Regions from separate parts of the Mus musculus genome. Here regions 1 and 3 are each linked to region 2. The links are chromatin contacts, called in public HiChIP or PLAC-seq maps. All regions are on one chromosome and are shown on one strand. Each heading gives the region's core, a stretch centred on a gene start, on an enhancer-like site or on the middle of the called end of the contact. The rest is flanking DNA. Distances are from core to core; before and after follow the strand shown. Region 1 holds the start of Plpbp (pyridoxal phosphate binding protein). Region 2 has its middle 12 kb from the start of Gm31727. Region 3 has its middle 13 kb from the start of Gm32389.

Region 1 (3,278 bases), core at 314-2,813, 790 kb before region 2:
CTTGTACATACATAAATGTAACACACACACAAATTTTTTATCAAGGATACAGTAACAGTGGCATAAGGTCTGCTTAGCATTTGTGAGGTTCTGAGTTGTATCCTTAGCACCAAAAAAACCCATACAAACAAAGTAAAACAAAACCCAGCAGCATCCTTCATGAAGGGAAGGCAACATCCTGTTTAGCAGGGAGGTCACTTCTGGCTTCTGATACACGAAGGTAAATAGTTTAGAAACTCATTTTGGTCCTGATGTAATTATTAATAACGCTTCCACTCACCCTGGAAGAGGCTCAATTGAGATAAAGACATACACTGCCTTGTTCAGTCTATGAATCAACCAACAGTCAGCAGAGTTGACAACGAGACACCCACAACTCAGTGTTCAGGATTAGATTCACGCAAAGTCTCCTCACATCCATTACATAAAATGAAGGGTTTCCCTGCTTTCCTTACGTCTACCCCACCGTTTCTGAGACTGTCACAGAACCACAGTGCTCTCAAGGACTTGGAGACGTCACATCAATTACCACACGGTCTCCTGCTGCCTCCTTCTGAGGGACTGACTGTGTCTAATTCCTAGTGTGATGATGAACTAACTGGAGGCTTCCAGAGACAAATCGGTCAAGCAGGCCTAACTCCCGAGGCGGGCTGCATTAGGGAAATCCCGAGAACTCCGGTACCAGGAAGGTGGTAGGAACTCCCAAGGCTCTCTTAATTTCCTTCCCCTGTGAGGAACCCTAGCTAGGGCTAGAGTAGTTAACTGGACATGCCCAGACATCAGGTAAGAGAAGACTATGTTAATTCAGCCTTCGGTTTTCAGGCATCATTTTGAAATCTCAGACCATGAACACTAGATCAGAAAGGAAAGGTGTTTGATTTTTTTTTTTTTTCTGTCTCACTTCACATAACGTAGCTTAATTTGCATGGAGAAAAGCAGATACTGGCACCGGTCTAGAAGTCCAATGGGGGACATAACAACCATACGAAAATAACAAACGCTTGTGACAGGGCACCTGACAGCTCCCGCCCGCTCTGTGTGTGTCAAGTTCACGCGCAGCTAGACCACGGCTCGCGGCCGCCGCAACGCACGTGATCGCGGGTGGACACGGCCCTCCCAGGGCTCTAGTACCGTGGTGACGAATGGCGTGGTGGTACCGAGGGCAATGACGAATGGCGAGACGCCTGGATACGAGTCACTTGCCCTAAATGAACACCTTTCTCCAACCAAGCCAACCTCCCGGCAAGTCCCGATCCTCAAGGCCAGACCGACCGCCATGGAAACCCAGCGATCCCCTCTGCAGCCCCCGCCCCTCCGGGAGCCCCTTCTGCGTCACCGTGACACCTCGTCCCACGTAGGTGTCCCCCTTCCAGCCCTCCCCAGTGCCCTTCCGCCGGTCCTCACCCGCGGCCGCCGCGCCACACTCTGCTGGACTCGCTCGTTCACGGCCCGCAGCGCGAACCCGACTCCCAGCTCCGCCGTCATGCTGCCACCTCTCAACATTCCCAAGAGGATGCCCGGAGGACCCGCGACTCACCGAGCCCACCTTCCGGTCCCGCCCCCTTCCTGAGAGGTCCAATCGCCGCTCACCATCCAGCCACTTCCCCAGCGGAGGTTGGCCACCCAGGCGGGCGCCATCTTGGGGAAGGCGGAGGTTACCCGGACTGAAAGCCTCCTAGGGAGTTCAAGGGCTGGGCGGGCCGGTATAAACCAAGACATTAAAGTAACTTTCATTCATCCGTTCCGTTCCTTTCCTTTTTCCTTTCTTCTTTTCCTTTCCCTTCCCTCCCCTCTCCTTCCCATTTTTAAATTTCTTTCGAGACAGGGCTTCTCTGTGTCCTGGCTGTCCTGGAACTCATTCTCTAGATCAGGGTGGCCTTGAAATCCCAAGTGCTGGGTCTAAAGGCGTGTGCCACCACTGCCCAGCTATTATTTCTTTTTTAAAATATTTATTTTATGTGCGTTGATTTGTTTTGTCCTCATGTATGTATGTGCATGCACCGTCGTATCTGTGGTGCCATGGCCAGGAGAGTTTTGGATCTCGACCTGATGGTTGTGAGCCATCATGTGTGCTGGGGACAGAATTCTGGTCCTTTGCAAGAGCAACAGGTGCACTTGACTACTGATCCATCTCTCCAGCCCCCTTTTAATTTAAATATTTTTATTTATATTTTTGTTGTGTGGGTGTTTCCCCTGAACGTTAAGTCTGTGAACTGCCACAGAGGTCAGAGGAGGGCATAGAACTCTCTGGAACTGATGAGTGGATAGATGGGTGCTGGGTTCTGAACCTCTATAAGAGCAGTAAGTGCTCTCTCTCCATTCCCAGACTTTAGGAGTAATGATATTGAAGGTAAATGCCTCTTCATATACTGCTGTCACCACAGTGAAAAAAACCCCAAAACCTGAAAGGGCCCAGAAGGCTGTTACAGAGTGAGCCTAATGAGAAGCTGGCTGTGGAGCTGCAGTTGGGAAGTACTAGTCAGGAATAAGTGGGTCAAGTTTAAAGGGTTCGTGAAGGCTGGGATGGACGTGAAGTCAAAGAGATGCTCTGCTTCAAAAAATTGAAGGTGATAAGACAGGTCAGGGGTCAGAGGCGCTTGCTGTCCAAAGTCATATGGTGGAAGGAGAAAGCAGACTCCTGCAGATCTCCACATGAATGCCAGGGTGTCTGAGCATGTGCGCATGCACAAGGATGTATACATACATATGTACACAGATGTAAAAATGAGACCTATAAATACTACAGATTTAGGGTGGGGCCTCTATCTATCTATCTATCTATCTATCTATCTATCTATCTATCTATCTACCTACCTACCTACCTACCTACCTACCTACCTATCTGCACATATACATAAACACACACAGAACCTACTACTACTGTTTTGCTAAATGGACATGGCAGCAAACTGTCTTCAGAATATTTATATCCACAGGTTAGTGCTGACCTCAGCCTTGGATAAAGAAGCTGTTTGTGTTACAATGGATAATGATTAACAGAGTCACAACTGGTCAAAGTGCTCAAAATAAATGACTATTGAACCCTATCAGAGCATCTGTGCTACCTCCTTCAAGGTTCAAAGAACCTCTTGGAAGAGGGGGGGGATATGGAAAAAAACAAAACAAAACTAAGAGCCAGAGGGTAGTAGGGAGGTGTAGTGTGAACTGCTATATCTCCTGTGCCCATTACCAACGGCGACAGCTGTGGTCACCTGTGCAGGACTGGGGCTGTGAATGAGGCGGGAGCTCCTGAGGATCGTGGGACAGCTGTGCTTACT
Region 2 (3,707 bases), core at 634-3,133:
GACCTGAGTTCAATCCCCAGCACCCACTTGTGGCTCATAACCATCTGTAATGGGATCTGATGCCCTCTTCTGGTGTGACTGAAAACAACTACACTGTACTCATTTAAAAAAAAAAAAAAAAAAAAAGAAAAGAAAAAGAAAAAGAAAAGAATTATATAAATGCCTATGTAAAAACCTCCAGGAAATCTGAAAAATATTAAAATAGGTGAATTTGGAAGTTCCTAAGGTTAATATATACAAATCACTGGTATCAGCTAGCAGAAGACAATGAACAATTGAAAATGTAAATATACTAATTATCATCACATCAAAAATCATGAAGTATACAAGAATTACTGTGTGTATGTTTTTTTTAATTTTGTAACTATTTTTATTTTATATGTGTCTGGGTATTTTACATATATATGTACACACACATATATCTATGCGTGTGCATATGTGTGTGTGTGTGTGTGTGTGTATGTGTGTGTGGCTGTATGTGTATGTATATAAATCATCTGATATATAGCTGATTATATATAATCTCATATCTATATAATCTGATCTATATATCATGTGGATATGTATATCATGATATACATATCATATTATATATATAATCTGATATATAGCTGATCATATATATAATCTCATATCTATATAATCTGATATACATGTCATATTATATATAATCTGATATATAGCTGATATATATAATCTCATATCTATATAATCTAATATACATTATCATGTGAATATGTATATCATGATATATATCATATATAATAATCTGATATATAGCTGATTATATATAATCTCATATCTATATAATCTGATATACATATCAGATTGTATATGTATATATATATATGCATATATCATATATGCTATAATATATAACCCCCCCACTGCATGCTTTTAAGCTCTCTCTGGGTCACTGATTTTTCAATAATTTCATTATTGCATCTCTTTGCTTTTTTTCATATTTTTATAACTAGTGATTTATTGGGCCTCATGTATATGTCTATATATGTATATGTATGTATATGTATAATCAGACATAGCTGCCCAACCTGTAATCTAAGCATTGTTGGAGAAAGCATGATGTCTGGGACTTGCTGACAAAAACCACCTACTTAGGTGCTGATAAAATATCACTAGAAATAAACTCACATGACTGCAAGTTGTGCACAGACTTAAGACATACACTCAGGTTAAAACACCCAAACACATAAAATAAATTTTTATAAACTTTTTTTTTTAACGTCACTTTTTTTTTAAACGTCACTAGGAAGGCAAGGGCGAGGATGTCGGCAGGGAACCGCGGAGCTGAGAGATCAATATGGATGGTCTTCCTTGTCTGTCTCCTTCGTTTATTAACTGGCCTTTCCCAACTCGTTTACAAAGTGGCATGCAGCAAAGGCATTTTCTTGAAGACAAGCTAGGGTAAAAAGATGGGTTACCATTGCCAGGGCTTAGAAAAGAATGAACCAAGGCTGACTGGACTATCTGGAAGCTAATTTAGGTTGCTGGAGAGAAGAGTAAATTAAGACAGAGGAATTGACTTCAACCAATTGTCTGACGGGAGGAGTGACCACCTTATATGAAGGCATTGTGTCTTTAGAAGAGACAGCAACTGCAGATGGCACTTGAAAGCGCCCTTATTTTCTCTTTTCAAAACAAGCAGAGGGCTGGGGAATCACCCCCCTCAAGTTTCCTGAGCTGTTAATTGGCTCCCCAGTAAAATTACAGAAGCAGCCTGCCTGATAATGATTGTAAATGACAGGGACTATCAGGTTTACCCTGTGACTTTCCCCGGGGGACTTCCAGTGAGTTTAGTCTGAACTAAGCATCAGCTGCTAGGGTTCCTGTCTTCTCAGCACGCTGTGGCTGGACCAATCCTGCTGTCTTTCAAACCTAATTAGCATGAAGGCCTTTCTTCCCTCCTACCCTCCCTCCCTTAGCCCAGGAGCCCTTGGGTTCCTTCTCTCGCCAGTACTCCTTAGGCATGCAAATCGGAAGCTGAAGAAAAGTAACCTTTCAGGTCTTTTGTCTCTATTGCCTGAAAGAAACAATCCTTAAGATCCGAGCAGAGATTGCTGCTCTCCTAGGAAAGCAGGCACCCACTTCTCTAAACTCCTTTACAGACTGATGGTAAGCACCTTGAGTTTATAATTAGGCCATTTTTATCAGTATTTTTAGCATTTTCATACATGTTTACAATGGAAGAGATTTTTAACAATGCTATTTTACACATATAAGGTGTACTTGGGTCAGATTCACCCCTCTTGCTCTCTCTAGTCTTTATTCCTGTCCTATTGAACCCCTTCTTTTTTTTTCAACTAGTTCCCCCTTGATGTATTCACTTATTTTAGGGAAGATCCACTAGTTTAATTATGGGTTCTTGCATGAACATGGCTAGGGCACTATTTATGGTAATTTGAGCAACTTATTAGTGATTACATTATATAAGAAAATGAGTCACTTCTGGGAACCGGTCAAAGGAGCCCAGCAACTGCCAGCAGCTCGTCAGAGAGAGATGTGGCATCATGAGCTCTCCCCACCCACCCCTACCCCCACCCCCGCCCATGACGATGGGTCCATGACTACAACAGATGGGTCCTATCCAGACCACAGTATTTCAAAGTGCTTCTTCCAACTCTTACATTCTTTCTACTCTCTCTCTCTTCTGTGATAGTCCCAGAACATTGGAGAAGGTTATATGATGGACCAGCCTGACTCCATCTTAAGACTCATTACAAGTTCATTCCTGTTTTCTGTAAAACTTAAGTTTGACTGTGTCTTGACCCACTTTCTAGAATTTGACATGTCTATGCCTTATACACTGACTTCCACCCTTATTAGATGTTCTGCCAAGTTACTACACAACCAAAAGCCCTTGAAAACCCTCTAGCCTTGCAGTCTGGGGGCTAATATAAGCCCCACCTTCTTCTGTGTTTGATGCTTTTCTTTCAAACATCATTCACTGTCTTACAGTTTCTGCCAAGGACTGGACTCGGTTGGTCCCTCAACCCGCGGGAGGATCAGGGTTCGGGTACTCAGGTGAGCAAGGAGTCAGCGGCGGCAAATGACAAACAGACTCGAACACAAGGAAGTGTTGATATGAATGTAATTTCTTAAAACAAGCATCAGACTTATAATACAGAAGAAAAACAAGGAAGCTAGGTGATACATCAGAGATTCATAATGGCTCTTTACACAAAACAGAGAAAATGCATACATAAAAGCTAACAGGAAGCAGGCAGTGTTTACAACTGGGATAAGATCAGCCCTATCTAAAGTCAGCTAATACATCCAGGTGCAATACTAGTCTATTGTTAAATCTACTACCAGGGGTCCCTTAGTAAATACCTAATTATGCTGTTCCTCTGGGCCTAGAGAAAAACATGCGCCAGGGAAGTTCTGTTCTGCTAACCTTTTCATAAATAATACAATACTCTAGTTCCTCCTTAAACCTCAACCCACCTTCTTTCTACTAATATGTGATGTAGGCTTCCAATAATGTCTGTAATGAGAATTCTAAGTTTACTATTTTGAATTAGCCTTGAGTTTTCTAGCTCCTATCTGGCAAACTGCAATGCCTGATTTCTAACTAGCAACACTGGAGGCATTTCATCTGAATGAGTAGCATTCTTATGAAATTCCAAGCCCAGGGTCGGCTCAAGGGCTGCCTGGGACATTGGTGAAGGCCAGGAAGCAAAGTTCAA
Region 3 (3,266 bases), core at 458-2,957, 740 kb before region 2:
ATTCTGGACTTCCTTTCTCTCCCAAGCTCACTCATTGCTCCAGTGGCTCTGCCAAGGCTTGGATGGGTTCCTGAGTTTCTGCCTTCCATAAAGTCCTGGCTGAAGAGGACAGCACCCTGGAGACAAAAGGAAGTTAGCTGACAGTCACTCATGCCTTTCTCCAGCCCAACACATTTTGTACCTGGATAAGCCCACTTAGCCACTGGATCTTAAGTTTCAGGATCATGTTCCAGTGAGGCCTTCTCGGACCTTGGATCTAAAGGATTCCTCAGCAACCCCCCCGTATGCCCTACCCAACACAACACCACACCTCTTGCTTACCACTGCCCGACAATTCACGCCTGTACGTTGACTCGCGTGGGTGTCGTCTCCTTACCTGTCAGCTGCATGAAGGGGATCTACAGGCTTATTCAGCTGCATGCTTTGACTGACGTCTCCCCAGAGCCAATCCACTGCTTGGCAGTGAAAAAGGGCTTTGTAAATAGTAGATGGTGCTGATGGTCTCAGGTTCGAGTGTGGACCGGGGGTAACCTCAAAGCTGGCTAGGCAGTTACCCCGTGGCCTGGGAGTATTCTGGAGTTCCTTTATCTCTTCTCAGAGGAAGGGAAGTGGGGGTGAGGGGGGACCCTCCGGTTATAGAGACACGGTTTCTTCCCTGGACCTCAAACCTAGTTTGAAAGGGACATCTATGAGTGCTTTAAAAAAAGAGAGAGAAAGAGAGACAGAATGAATTTTATTGGTTAACTCAGTTAGTCATGAGGCTGGCCTCTGAACAACACAGCTAGGGTCTGTCTCAGAGGGACAAGAAGCCATGTGTGAGTGGTGACACAGACCTGTATTCCTGGCACTTGGGAAACGGGGGTGGGGTGGGGGTGGGATTGCAAGTTTGAAGTAACCTTGGCTTATATAGGGGGATCATGTCAAAAACAAAAGAACAAACAAACAAACAAACAAAACCTAAACCCAAACCCAAACCCAACCAACCAACCAACCGACCAACCAAAACAAAGAGGTTAGCAAGAAAGGGCAAGACAAATTTCTAATCCCAGCTACCTGTAGCCTGTTTGTTTCTGAAGGGTTCTGAGTTTGAAAGTCCCTAAAGAACATCTAGCAGGATTGGGTTGGAGGGACTGGCAAAGGAAGAAGGAAGGGAAGGAGGGAGGAGAGAGAGAGAGAGAGAGAGAGAGAGAGAGAGAGAGAGAGCGCGAGAGGAGAGAGAGAGAACCTTGCAGTTGGCAGGGATGGGTGGGGAGGGCACGGTTTGAAGGATTCATGTGTTCATGGAAGCTCACACTGAGCCTGGCTCTTTAGGAACCTGGGACAGAAGAGCTTTCTGCCGTGTGGTGGTCCCTGGCTTAGCTGGCGGTGCCCCTGGGGGCATTAGAAGTCTTGAGAAGCACTTTTAATAATCCCCATGGACTTGTGGATAGAGGAGTCTTGAGACCAAGATACTAAACCTTCTACCCTCCACAGGGGCCTTCCTGACTTGTGTGGCAGTAGTTGTCCCAACTGAGAAGCACCCACAGATGACAAAAACAAACAAAGAACTCAGCGTTTTATCTTTTGGGGCCTTTTGTCCCCTGAGATCCTTGAGGAGAAAGCAGAAAGGCTCATGCTACCCATGTGGGGCACAGAATACACACAAGGAGTGTATGGGTCACAAGTCCTCCACAGTCTCAGCCCAGCTGTCCCTCAGCCACCCCCACTCCTCCAAGAGGCCCCTGCTCCCTCCAGTTGGCCCCTCAGCTGGGAGGCTAACTTCTTCCATGTGTGGGGGCGGCTCCAGGTAGAACGTGAGGAGCGCGGCAGAGACCGTGGCTGGTGGAAGGATTGAGAGTTGGAGGAAGCGTTCTAAGGGCTGATGGGAAGGGACTTTTGGGGGTAAATGTCTGCGGGGAAAACACTGGGGGAGTCCGAGGCAACATGTTCTGGCCTGTTGGGAGGACGGCTGTTGGCACCAGGAGAAATCCGTCCAGTGAAGCCAGCCCTCATTAATCATCCGGGCGGCGGAACTGCCAGCTCCTTTCAAGAGCTTTCAAGAAGGGTTTTCACCCAAAATAGAGTTGAAAATGTGCTGGGCCCTACTCAGAATCTCATCAGTCTGGGCATTATGGGAAGTGTCAGGCAGGCTGTGACAGACAAGGCCCACTCTGTTCAAGGGGTCCTGACTCCCACAGCCTGTCATATCAAGCGCCTGATCAAATTTGACAGCTTCATTTGTACCTACAGAATAGATAAAAGGGGCTGTTCATTGAAACAAATGGAGGGGAAGGGTTGGGGGGGGGAGGCGAGGGAGCATGCATGTGAGTATGTCTCCGGGGAGGAATGGCTCAGGGGGAGGGGCACAAGGGGGACAGTTACAGCGAGGTCCAAGGGTACAAAGGAATATGCTAAGGACTCCCCAATAGTAGGGAAGGGAGAAACTGAGTCTGAAGTGGGAAGCAGGTGACTAAGGGGGGGGGGCGGATATGTGGGTGAAAGTCCCATCTTGTGGGTGTGGCCCTGGAAGGGCGTCTGAGAATCATCCCTGATGCTCTAACATAGCCAGGGAGGTGGTCCCTGTGAGGATGAGAGTCCAGGGTGGGCAGCTGGGACTTTGAAAGTTGGTTGAGCAAGTGCAGTACTCATTTCAAATCCAAACCCAAAGCAAGGAGCTCCCTTCCCTTCTGCTGAAGCAAGCTGGTCCGACTACTTCCCTGCACTGAGCCTCTGGCCCTCTCTTGTCCACCTGCTGGGTGGCTGCACCTCTTCAGGTGGCCCGGAAACAAAATCAACTGGCTGGCTTTAGGTGGCTTTCTGCTCTTCATACAAGTTAGCCCATCGGAGTATCTAGGCCGGGTATCCCCAGTATCCCTGCACAGTCCTGTTTGGGTCTTGCTCAGGCTGTCTTGTTAGCAAGCGCTCTTCTTTCTCTTCTGGGGATATCTAGGGGTGTTCTGAAGGTCTTGCACTTTTGGGGGGCGGAATCTTCTTTGTTTGCCATTATCATTTGTACTATTTGTGTGAGTTAATATTGTTTTTTTCTCACTGGATCATAGACACTTTGGTGCATGGAGCATGTCCAGTAGTATTTAACACACACATTTAACACACACTGTAGGTTCTCCAGGAATGAGACAAAAAAACAAAAAAAATTTTTTTGAGTTTTATACTAAGGTGTCCAGGCAGGCCTTGAACTTGGAATTCTCAAGTCTCTGCTTCCTGAAGACTGGGCTTTGGTGTGTTGGGCACTGGGCTCCAGAAGTCTTTTGTAGCTGGTGATCAGC

Evidence for each region. HiChIP or PLAC-seq counts read pairs in DNA pulled down with a chosen protein or histone mark.
Region 1: a contact with region 2 is called in an H3K4me3 HiChIP or PLAC-seq map of craniofacial prominence, with 4 times the contacts expected there. The contact joins the promoter of Plpbp here to the enhancer-like site in region 2. A contact is called at or near these places in 7 of 115 datasets of contacts at active chromatin or transcription factors (bone marrow-derived macrophages, craniofacial prominence, embryonic limb bud and 2 more) and 2 of 9 other capture datasets (adipose tissue and embryonic stem cells).
Region 3: a contact with region 2 is called in an H3K4me3 HiChIP or PLAC-seq map of embryonic basal ganglia, with 6 times the contacts expected there. The contact joins two enhancer-like sites. A contact is called at or near these places in 8 of 39 promoter capture datasets (the C10 cell line, cranial neural crest, embryonic stem cells and 4 more), 1 of 15 datasets of contacts at CTCF or cohesin (embryonic stem cells), 20 of 484 Hi-C or Micro-C datasets (B cells, the C10 cell line, the C2C12 cell line and 15 more) and 12 of 115 datasets of contacts at active chromatin or transcription factors (bone marrow-derived macrophages, craniofacial prominence, embryonic basal ganglia and 8 more).

The regions. Positions count from the first base shown.
Region 1 is chr8:27,040,840-27,044,117 of GRCm38.p6, reverse strand. It overlaps Plpbp (pyridoxal phosphate binding protein), which reads right to left and starts at 1,563. Exons shown (of 8, transcript NM_054057.4): 1 at 1,405-1,563. The coding sequence starts at 1,503.
Region 2 is chr8:26,253,482-26,257,188 of GRCm38.p6, reverse strand. No RefSeq gene overlaps it. Among named protein-coding and RNA genes, the nearest start is that of Gm31727, 12 kb to the left of the region's middle. Within about 2 kb of position 1,883, at least 27 of the 459 cell types and tissues checked have an H3K27ac peak or open chromatin away from gene starts, as enhancers often do. A contact at or near this core is called in craniofacial prominence and embryonic basal ganglia, where this site is marked.
Region 3 is chr8:26,993,017-26,996,282 of GRCm38.p6, reverse strand. No RefSeq gene overlaps it. Among named protein-coding and RNA genes, the nearest start is that of Gm32389, 13 kb to the left of the region's middle. Within about 2 kb of position 1,707, at least 36 of the 459 cell types and tissues checked have an H3K27ac peak or open chromatin away from gene starts, as enhancers often do. A contact at or near this core is called in embryonic basal ganglia, where this site is marked.